Regions from separate parts of the Rattus norvegicus genome. Here all the other regions are linked to region 3. Evidence: chromatin contacts called from public Hi-C data. All regions are on one chromosome and are shown on one strand. The core of a region is the stretch at or near the end of the contact, and the rest is flanking DNA. Distances in the headings are between cores, read along the strand shown. Region 1 overlaps Mef2c (myocyte enhancer factor 2C). Region 2 overlaps Mef2c (myocyte enhancer factor 2C). Region 3 holds the start of Mef2c (myocyte enhancer factor 2C).

The links. A called contact is a pair of places that touch in the nucleus more often than the background predicts.
Region 1: a Hi-C map of Schwann cells shows a contact between it and region 3, with 4 times the contacts expected there. The contact joins the enhancer-like site here to the promoter of Mef2c in region 3. A contact is called at or near these places in 2 of 12 Hi-C or Micro-C datasets (Schwann cells and psoas muscle).
Region 2: a Hi-C map of the A7r5 cell line shows a contact between it and region 3, with 2.7 times the contacts expected there. The contact joins the enhancer-like site here to the promoter of Mef2c in region 3. A contact is called at or near these places in 3 of 12 Hi-C or Micro-C datasets (the A7r5 cell line, the Rat2 cell line and psoas muscle).

What each region holds. Positions count from the first base shown.
Region 1 is chr2:15,786,808-15,790,165 of GRCr8, forward strand. All of the region lies in intron 2 of Mef2c (myocyte enhancer factor 2C), which reads left to right. Among named protein-coding and RNA genes, the nearest start is that of Mef2c, 59 kb to the left of the region's middle. Within about 2 kb of position 2,009, at least 3 of the 93 cell types and tissues checked have an H3K27ac peak or open chromatin away from gene starts, as enhancers often do. A contact at or near this core is called in Schwann cells, where this site is marked.
Region 2 is chr2:15,767,970-15,771,653 of GRCr8, forward strand. The region is part of intron 1 of Mef2c (myocyte enhancer factor 2C); the gene reads left to right. Among named protein-coding and RNA genes, the nearest start is that of Mef2c, 41 kb to the left of the region's middle. Within about 2 kb of position 1,557, at least 24 of the 93 cell types and tissues checked have an H3K27ac peak or open chromatin away from gene starts, as enhancers often do. A contact at or near this core is called in the A7r5 cell line, where this site is marked.
Region 3 is chr2:15,727,194-15,730,823 of GRCr8, forward strand. Mef2c (myocyte enhancer factor 2C) reads left to right here and starts at 1,822. Exons shown (of 11, transcript NM_001399397.1): 1 at 1,822-2,083.

The sequences.
Region 1 (3,358 bases), core at 759-3,258, 60 kb after region 3:
GAGAGTTCCCCCTATGCATCCCCATTCTTTACTAACTAACCTTAAAATCATGATGGAAACAGTAAATTATTTATTCTTGGAGAGACTAGCAAGGAAAACCCGAAGCAGGGAAATGTTGTTTGTGATATTTGGAAACTTCTTAATAAAGAGCAAAAGTAAGAAGGAGTTGTGAGGGTGCTCACGTGTGATTAAAAGGATGCCAGGTTAGTTCCTTTGTTTTAGTAATTAAGAAATCATTGACAAGTGGTTTCCGAATCATGGAGTTAACATGCAGCATCCACATATCCATCCCATATGGGTGTGCTTTATACATTCAGCTAGATCTGCTCCCTGCAGTCAGAAAAGTATTGCCCCAACTCTTAAGCACATTCATTAGGTTTCCTCTAATAGGAAATCTAAGAGAGGTTAAGATTCTTTGATCTAAGGAATAAGTGCTTTTTCTACATGTTTAGGTTGCTTTCTTAGGTTAGCCCACATCTGTCCTAATTTATGATTCTGACATAATTTCTATTCAGAGATAAACAACCTCAAAGTTGAAAGGATATTTTCCTATACCTCAAAACTTTCAACATTTTTTTTTGAAGAAAGCTGACAGAAAATGCCCTATTTGTCTCTGTGAACACATGCTCCCAACATTTCTCCCCTCAAGTGTACAAGCACACATCAAATGTGAGGTAGCTTTCCTGAGGACCAACAGTTAGATATGAACAGTACAAGTATACGACGTAAAGTAAGAGCGTTTCCCATACTCTGAATTAAAAGAAACACTGGCAAATGTTTTCAAAACCATGCCCTTTGCAGTCAAAACTCCCTTTAGCAGTATGCTATTCATTTAAAATGGAATAATTTCAAAGTCACGGTGAAAGCATTATTCTAAAGTTTATGACCCACTGTACTTTTTGAAAAACACTTGGAAGCTATATTTTTCCAAAAATGATAGCAAGACTAAAACTTCAAATAAATAACGTAATTAAACAGAGGATTAAGAATTCCCCATCCGCAGTGCGTATGTGTTTCTCTTGAAATATGTTAGACCATTAATGGGAATAAGAGAAACCAATTTAGATGTTTGGAAATTCGACTCTTAATTTCAAATTGGAACAGTTTAGCTTAAGAAATCACTAACATTTAAATAACATTTCAACAAATGTAACTGTTTGGAAACTACAGCTGAGGCAGCCTCCTGCCTTCTGTCTTGCAAGGATTGATTTGGAAGGCCCTGAGGGAGAAAATATTGGAGTTGGGAGGTAAAACTGAAGCCACTGTGGGAAGGAAGAAGTTACTCTCTTCCTGTTATGACAGGAAAGCGTAGACAAATGTGTTTCCTGAGTTAGCTCAGCAGGGAATGTAGGATTCTTTGACCTTTAACTTAGGTATATTTTGACTGTGTTGAACTAGTAAACAGGCTTTGGCCCTCCGGATAGTAATCTGTCTTATCTGATTCTTTTCCACATGAAATTGGTATCTTTAGTAGCTGAAGTACAACCTGTAACCACTCTAGAGATTGTACTTACAAGAGAAGTGAGCTTTTTAAGAGACCAATCAGACCTGAACAGCCCATACAACCAAGTTTAAAACATTAAGGATAGAATTCTCCTTTAGAATATAAAGCATTACCAGAATTTGCAAGGCCCACTCTTAAACTCAGACAAACTCAATGACTGATACTGGCCCCTGCCCTGTCCTCACATAATCCACTGTATCAGAAATCCACAGAAACAACTTTTAAAGCCCAAACTCTTCAACGGACACTCCTTTGTTTGGTATCCAATCTCATATTTATTATCCACCCTCAAAATACCATGCAACGTGCAAGATTTAAATTTGTATTTAGGAATCGTGTATGTTGACTTAGGGTAAGGGGCTCATAGAGTTCTTTTCCCTGAGGCCCTCATTTTAATCAGTTTATTGTGTAGAGACAGTTAGGGACCACTGCTTACACATCCTGTGGAAGTGCTACTGCATTTCGCTGAAACACAGCCCAGTTTGCTGGAGGCTAAGGAGGACAATGGTTTCCTTTGCAACAGCACACACTGCTGTCTCTTGGTCGCAAGTTGTGCTGGAGGGTTACAAGCACATGGTAGCAGTCTGCTTAAAAGAGCCCCTCACTGCTCTTTAAAGAGCCTTTCATTTAGGATGGCAGGCCCCTTCATTGTATAAAGGAGTGCTTGTCTAGAACACAAGTCTGTCGTGGCAGCCTCCTCCCGCTGAGAGTAATCATCAGGCCTAGAGCTCGTAGCCTTTCTAATGACAGACTGAATTAAACAAAATAAAACTGAAGAGGAATCCTCAGAACAGTTGTGCCTTTACTTACTGACAGGAACAAGGGAGGCATCCTGGAGCATTTAGAAGGCCATTTCCCTTTTTACAATTAGAGATTGTCGTTACAGACTCTTGACTCCATCCCTAACCGGTTAAACACATGGGAAGACCCAGTGGCTCATGGATTATTACAGAGCACATTGTCTCCAGGAGCTGCTCCTCCTTTCACTCCTTACTCAGTCACCTCCCTTAACTTAAAAGACTGGAGATCATCTTGGTAGCAGAGAGGGAAGAGGAGAGGGTTTAAGATGCTTTCACATAAAGACGTTATATTAGTAATTCTAGGTGAGAGAATGGAAGAACATTGAAAATAGAGTTAGTTGAGTGTATAAGTTTCAACATAGTTTAAAAGAAATGACAATTACTTTATTGTTAAACTATGGCTTTAGGTCAAGTTACTCAGACACAGAATGCTTAAGCATCTACAGAAACTTTTTTTTCTGCCAGTTCTGGAAAAATAGAAGACAAACAGAAAGAAAAAAGAAAGAGAGACAGAGAGAAAGAGAGAGACAGAGACAGAGAGACAGAAAGACAGAGAGACCAAAAGAAAGGAATAGAGAGAGGGAGGAAGAGAGAAAGGGAAAGAAAGAGGGAGAGAGAGGGAGTGATAGGGATGGAGAAAGAGGGAGGAAGGGAGAGGGAAGGGAGGTAAAGAGAGGAGAGGAAGAGAGAAAAGAGGGAGAGGAGCAGGAGGAAGAAAAATAGGATGGGGGAGGGTAAGTAGGTTAAGAATCACTCCATTCATTAAATACAAAAACAATTCATTAAAATTAGGCCTCAAATACAGTGATTTCAGACTCTAAAAAAAACTAATGTGGGTTCCCTCAGAGGTAGTCAGAAATCTTCAAGGTTTCAGCCTCCCTGTTCTTACTGGTGTAGTAGCTACTGTTTGAAAGGTTCATCACTTTCATTTCTTTAGAATTCTTCCCTGTAGGTAGCAAGGATCCCCATTGTTCATACAGAGAGGTAGGTTCTTCAGGGGTGGCTAGGAATGTAAAGAATGTGGAGAAAGGGAATGGATGGAAACAGATTCCAA
Region 2 (3,684 bases), core at 307-2,806, 41 kb after region 3:
GAAGGGTATCTTAGTACTTAGGAAAGAGAGGAGAAGATGCCATGTAAAATACTGGTTAGCGTTAAGGATAATGTTCAGTGTTTTAAGATTAAAAAATCAAGTATTTCATGATTTGGGCAGAGAAAGACCACAGTTCTGTCGTGTAAATACTTCTAAGTTTATGATTCTTCTTTAGGCCCTTCCTATATGTGAGTATTAATTTAGACTGCATGGCAAATCATACAACTTATTTTGAAACTCATTATGTTCATGAAATAAGAAAGAAGAAAGAGGCCAACTATAAAGGATCAAGTTTGTATAACTACTTCTAAAAAGTGAGAGCAAGGGAACGGTAAAAATTGTGGACTTTACTTTCTTTGACATTATATTGCAAAGGAAAATTTTATCTCCATCCCTTAAAAGTATACTGTCCTTTTGGGGGCATTTCTGCATCATAATTTTTTTAAATTAAAGTGAATTGCGTTAACTCCATACTTATCAAGACATAATCCTTCAACTGGTTCTCCCCCTATTAAAATGCTTCGACTTAAAAAGTAGTGGACAATTCAATTTATCTTTTCATTTTCAGTTGGAAATTAATCTGTTGGCTTTAGGCTATGTAACACCTCTCCTTAGGTACACGAGTATTTCAGATACAGGAAACACTGGGATTTTCAGGTGTTACTGAGATGACAATCAAAACTGCGGATTACATCCATGTTAGGTCTTTTGAGAAAGAGAATGGATCAACTGAGCAAATGACTGAGTTACACCAGCGATGTGCAAGAGAAGTTACGCACAAAGGAAAACAGGTCTCTATACAATACTGTGATTTGAGTTTGGAGTAATCTTGAGTATATTGTCAGATGGTCATGGTGCTATCCGCACTCACAACTGAAAAAGGAACAACGTTCCTGGGAACAATTTCAACCAGTTGACCATGTTTTCATACAATAACTGTATATCGAAGCAAGAAGTATCATTGAGTCCAATTGAGGTCAATTTAGAGGCTTTTGAATTCCTACTGTTTTGTCTGTGCTTTAAAAGTATTTTTTTAATTATATGCCACCACGATTTAAAAAGAAATTTAAACAACAAATTTACTAAACTGATTTTTTTTACAAAAAAAAATTGTGGCTCTATTTTACATATTATTTACATATTTTGTATATTATTTCCACTTTTCCGTTAAGGATACCAAAGGTTAGGAGACTGTAATTTAACTAGGTTTGCAACACCTGTGACAGGAGAGGGCAGGAGTGTTTGTTGTCATAACACCTCTCTATGGTTACCCTACATCTTCCTGGTGTCTTCTAAAGTAACACTGCCTTATTAGGCTGTTGAGTGAAAGCCCACCTCCTCCATTCCATAGCAATGTACCCCTTGTCCCGCTGTTCTATAGTATTTTCTCCATAGAGGTTCACTATCTAAATCATCGAGGGTGTTTGAGCTCCTGCATTGACACTTGTCGCAGAAAGCAAGCATGTATAAGTTTCACAGAGCCCAGACCCTCTCTGTTACATTCCCAGTGATGTCCCTGGTATTGAGCTATCTTGATTCATGCCTGTTGCTCTCTGTGACTAACAATCAGACATTTTCCTGTATTTTTAAGCACCATGAGTTTGACCCATGGTATGCTGTGCATGATGACAATTAAGCTAGAATTTGGTTCTTTTTTGTAATCCAAGCCCAAACCTTGTTTAAAATGTGCTATCAGGATGCACCTAATGTGTGTCAGCGATGAGCCGTCTCCAAATCGATGGCTGAGGCTGCAACTCTATCCTCCTGAAGAGCCTGCTGTACTTTAATCTCATTGCTGAAGTTTGCTGGTGCCCTTGCTGACCCCACCCCACCCCCGACAAGCGTTCTGTAGTGTTAAATCTGTGTGCTACACAGCCCTGGCATGTTTTGCAGTGCGGAGAGTCTGGTTGTCCTGGAGTTTCGCAGATAAAGGAAGGATACAGTTCCGAGAGGAATGCACTGACTACAAAGTGCATCCTGAAGGCCGTTTAGCTCACAATGAAGGTCTGTGTTTTAAAATAGCTCTATAACAAAGTAACTACAGAGTGTTGGCAAGGGCTCCAACTATTTATAGAACTGAGTAAGGCGTGGTAAATACCGCCACGGTACCCAGTTCTCCCTTGCCACAACCCCAAACTTATAAGAAGCACTGTAATTATATTTTTCTACTTGGAAAAAAAATTATAGTAGCCATTATCAGTTTAACCATACGGAAGCTTGGGCTGAGATTTCTTTTTTAAATGCATAGTTTTGAGTTTCAACAGCTGTGCTGGGTCTTTAATCATATATTATCTTTATGAAGCCTTTTTCTAACATATGTTAATTGGCTGTTTTCTGTGACAAATTATGAGCTCTTACTTTGATGAGGTTCAATTGCAATCATGTTGGAGTTGAGTACGTCAAGTTTCCACCCCTGCTGGCAACTCAAACCACTACAAACATCCGCACGTCACTGCAGTGCTGAGTAATGGCAGGATTGGGGCTGGCTGATTTTGCTACAGATTTTTTTTTCCACAGGATATTTTCAGCTTCTTTGTACTAAATCTGTTGCAGGGTTTGCCCTTTTTAGCAGACACATGCTCTAAAATTAACATCAAATCTTATTGGAGATTACTATAATACAGTGAAGAATATTTCATAATACAACGTCCCAGCGTCTGCTTTGCTTTACTGGGATTTCAGAACATTTATTCCACATTTTAAGTCAGTCAGTTGTAAATCCGACTAGCACTTTCGACATCATCAGCATGTTGCAGCAGACATTTTGAATGATCCTCTGTGAGGGAAGCAAGTTATCTGAGAGGATGAGGAGGTAGAAAGTCAGCTGTTATAAAGAAATTGGATGTTAAGTGCTTTTCTAGGTGTAGACAAATGTGTTGGGATGTTAAAAATTCTGTTGTTCCTTATATTCTTTTTCTTCTTCAATCTTACATTATCAGTCAAGTAATGAAAAGAGACATGTTCATGGAGGTCAGCATCACATAAGATGTATAACAGCCTTTCCATTTCTCTGTCCTAGTGTCAACCTTAATGTATGATTCAGATGAACAGAAATGTTCTAATCCATCTGCTCTGAGAGCTGTGACAGATAGCTTGTATCAAATACCAACAGATGATCAGTGATAGCTATAATTAGAACAGATACAAAAACGCAGTGCATTTGTCTATAATCATGGGAAATTAGTCAAGGTAATTGATTAAGGTCTTCAGTGCCTGCATCGAATATCAGTAGTATTGGGATTCATTTAAGTGTTTTCTGCCTCAACATGTCATGTGAAGGGCTCTCGATGAACTGCAGTTCTCCAAGTCAAAGCCAGAGGTCGATTTCCACATAGGCATCAGGAGTTTAGATAAGATGAGCCAGATGTTAACAAAGCCAGATGTGACTAGGCGCTGATCTCCTCAGGAGGCTGTTTTTAATCAGCTATTTCCCTGGGGTAATACACAGCCAATGAGCTCTAAATCCTGAGGCTACCTGTTCTCAGAGGAAGGCCTGGGAACATCATTGCAAGGATTACACCGAGCATATGTGAAAAAATTAGAGCTGAAATTAAGGGTAGGAAAGGTTAATTTCAGAAGGGTTTGTTACTACTTTTAAAAAAAAGAAGTAAAAATTGATACTTTAAGTGATTAAAAATGAGAGAACCAACCCCAAGCTATCATTGGTTAATATTACTTAGACTT
Region 3 (3,630 bases), core at 572-3,071:
ATTGTCTACACTGTATCCTCTATGTTATGGTACTCTGTGAACTTTCTCTTCCTCCAGTCATAATATTAAAAAAAAATTTTTTTTATGTTTTACACGATCTACAGTACTCCTGGCCATGCAATCTTTCAATATTTTGGGGAGACATAGGGGTGATGTGTATAACTAGTTGATATATTTAATCTTTAGCTTTTTGGGTGTGGTCCCAATATCTAGTACCTTTTCCCCTAAGTATCAATTCTTTGTTAACCTATATTTTTACTATGGAAAAGTATTCTAGAGGCTCAAACCTTAACCTAAGTATCCTTATCAGTCTCTGCTCTTGCTTCCTGTGCAGCTGAAACTCTTCAGGATAAGTGAAGTCACCCGCTATCGGTCAGGGGAGCCTAATGCATTTGGGAAGTTGTTTTTGGTTTACTTGCTAATGACCTGGATAAAGTCCAGTAAGGTGTGGAGGAGACCCTGGAGGGAAGGAGGGGGTATTCTCGAGAAAGCTGTCCCCTTGGTAAATTTGTCCAGATTGACTCGAAAGTTAATGGCCCCGGGATAAAGTCGAGATTTCAAAAACTTGTAATTATTTTATTACTAACATTGGAGGTTCCTTTCGGCTCACGTTCTAACCTAGCCCTCCTGGCTCTCAAGGCCAAAAGCTTTGTACATTCTGGGCGGGCAGGAAGCGCACGCTGGGATCGAGGCTTGCAGACATCCTGGATCGTGGCTTTTACGCGTGAGTAACGGAGGCGCGCGCGGACCGGAGCAAGGATGAGGTGGCTACTGCGAATCCAAAGGAGGGGGTGGGGGGAGTCACTAGAGCAGCTCTTAGGGTCGCGCTCCTATTGGTCAGAGGGAAGATCTCGACTTCAGAAGGACTTTCCTGTTAGCTGCCTTGCAGCCTCCCGGGGGAGCGAGCGCGCAGCAGCCCAGCGTCCCCTCCGAGCGTCCTCTTTAGCAACAGGGAGAGAGGCAGGGAGCCGCCGCTCCCCGTGTTGTCTTCCCTTTCATGCAATAAAGAATTGTCATTAGGTTTGCGTATGGCATGTGCCATTACCCCACCGTAAAACTAAAATTAGCAAAATGTCAGGAATGGAAAGATTGATTCACCAAGATGCAATTATCATTTAAAAGTGCTTGATTGAGGTACTGATGTTCAGTGATTTATTCTGCATACCATATACATAATTAAAGTAGTGTAGTGGAGTAATTTATCAATCTAGTTGAGACTGGAGGGGTGAGGAGGGAGCTGCAGTATGTTTGTTTTATTAAAATGCTGCGAGGTTCTAGTCCCGCCCCCCTTTTGCAAGAGTGAAACTGATGATTTCCCCAGCTCGAGAGGAGAGTCAACGGTTTGGGCTGGTAGGGATAGAAAAACGGAAAGGAAAAGGCAGCGCCAGGAAAAGGCAAGAATAAAATGAATTGGGGGACGGGGGGAGCACTGGCGCGTACGTGCTGCTTAGAACCCCCGTGTGCTCAGTCTTGCTTGCCGCCCCCGCGTCCCCTCCCAGTATCCTTACATTCCCCCCCACCCCCCCCACCCCCCCCCCCCGCTCTTTCACAGGACGTATCTAAGGCTGGGAGCTGCTCTCCTTTTCCCATTCGTCTCCTGTCACTTCCTTCCTGGACGCAGTTTTCTGGACAAGTCTGGCTACTTTTAATCCCACCGGCCACAGAGAGCCACTTTCTCCTCCTCTTCCACCTCCTCCTTCTCTTCCTCCACCTTCCTCCTCCTCCTCTTTCTCCTCCTCTTCCAGCGGCTTCGGTGCGCGCGCGAATGCGCAATCCCGCGCGCGCCCTCCCCTTCCCCCCCCCTCGAGTGCGCACACACGCACACTTCGTCTCCAGCTCTCAGCTCACTCGCCTCGCAGTCACAGACACTTGAGCACACGCGTACACCCAGACATCTTCGGGCTGCTATTGGATTGACTTTGAAGGTTCTGTGTGGGTCGCCGTGCCTGCAGCTTTGAATCAGGTGGAGAAGTACTTCAAGGCTGGACGAAGTAAAGATTATTGTTATTTTTTTTTCTTTCTCTTCCTCTCTTTTAAGAAAGGAAAATATTCCAAGGACTAATCTGGTCGGGTCTTCCTTCATGTAAGTACCTCTGACATTTCACCAAAAGAATAGAAATAGTCTGTGTATTGTCTCTGAAATCTGCACGGATCTCTTCCAGACACCGGGTCTATCCAACTCCTTTCTGGAAGGCTTAAGTTAAGGCTTGTTGTGCATTCTTTTCTTTAGATTCTACGATTTCCTTGTGTGTGGCTGAAAGTAACTTTTTAGATGGTAGCATCGGTTTGCCATCTGCTATTGAAATCACATCTGACTGTTCCTGTCACATCAGTTTGTTTAAAGTTTCAAGAAGTTAGTTCACGTCATTAGCGTGTTCAGTAGGGTGGAGAATGTGGATCTTGGTGGATTTTACTATTTCACAGACTGTTCTGTGACCTTGAAGTAGCTGTCTTAAAATTTAGCTGTTAGTTCACTATGGAAAGATGTTCCTATGAGTTGCCCCCAAAGACTGATTTGCCCTGGGTTTAGATTCTGAACCACTAGTCCTTGGAATGACTTTAAGCTACAGCAGGGCTGCCTGCCAGAGTCCACCTTTTGTGCATCCTCTTCTTTCACCAAAGTGCATGCTTGTGAGAGTTTAATTGGTGGGGACCAGAAGCAGTTGCCCTGGCCATGGGAGCCCGTGCACTGCACAGTTCATGTTTGTATTCCAGCATGTGCATTGTTGTTTAGATCAAGGGAAATATTAAGCCACTTAAAAACAAACAAGGCTAAGTCACTTAGCCCGCCTTCTGTTTGGACTTTGGATGAAAGTTACGAAACTAAGTGACAAAGTTGGCCATAAAGAAAGTCTATAGAGATGGGACACATTTCTTATTGTATTATTGCGTATTATGCAAGTGCTTGAGTGCAACGCTAATGTGATTTCCTTTCCAGAACAAGGCTACCAATTCTTAAGGAAAATGTTCTATCTGAGCCATTTTGAACTGTTCTAGATGCTATAGTTATGAACCTTTTCCCTCACATTTTTGAAATGGATGTCTTCTGTATGAAATACTTGGTATGTAAATGCTGACAGTGTATGTAGAATCAGGCTCTTTGCCAATTCTTTAACTGGTCCTCGGAGGAGAATTGCTTTGACACAAAGTGCATTTTACTATTGTTAATGTGATAGTAACTCTAACGGTAACTGCCTTATGAAATCTGTAGTGACTGTATGTGTTCTCTAAGTGCTGTAAAGAAAACTCTAGTTGCCTTTCCACGCCTTTCCAGAAGAGTGACCCAGCTCCCTTCCACTGGCACCTTGCAATGGAATTGTGTTGCAGAGTAAAAATGTTTGTGTGGTGCATAATAATCCCCCTCCCCTAGAGACTTACTAGGTAGGACATCAAATGTGACCACCTGTGAGCCGCACTTAACCTTGCAGCCATACCGACTTTAGCTTTAAGTGGATCAGCAATTTTCAATCTATAGCTAAAAAATCTCATTTAATTTTAAAAATAACGTCAGTTTGCCCAGTCTTAAAAGTAATTCAGTATTTATGAGGATGGCACAAATGATATGTTTGTGTAGCTGTTGATTCAGTTACAAAAATGCAGGCAGTAAACCACATTGTCATCTACTACAAG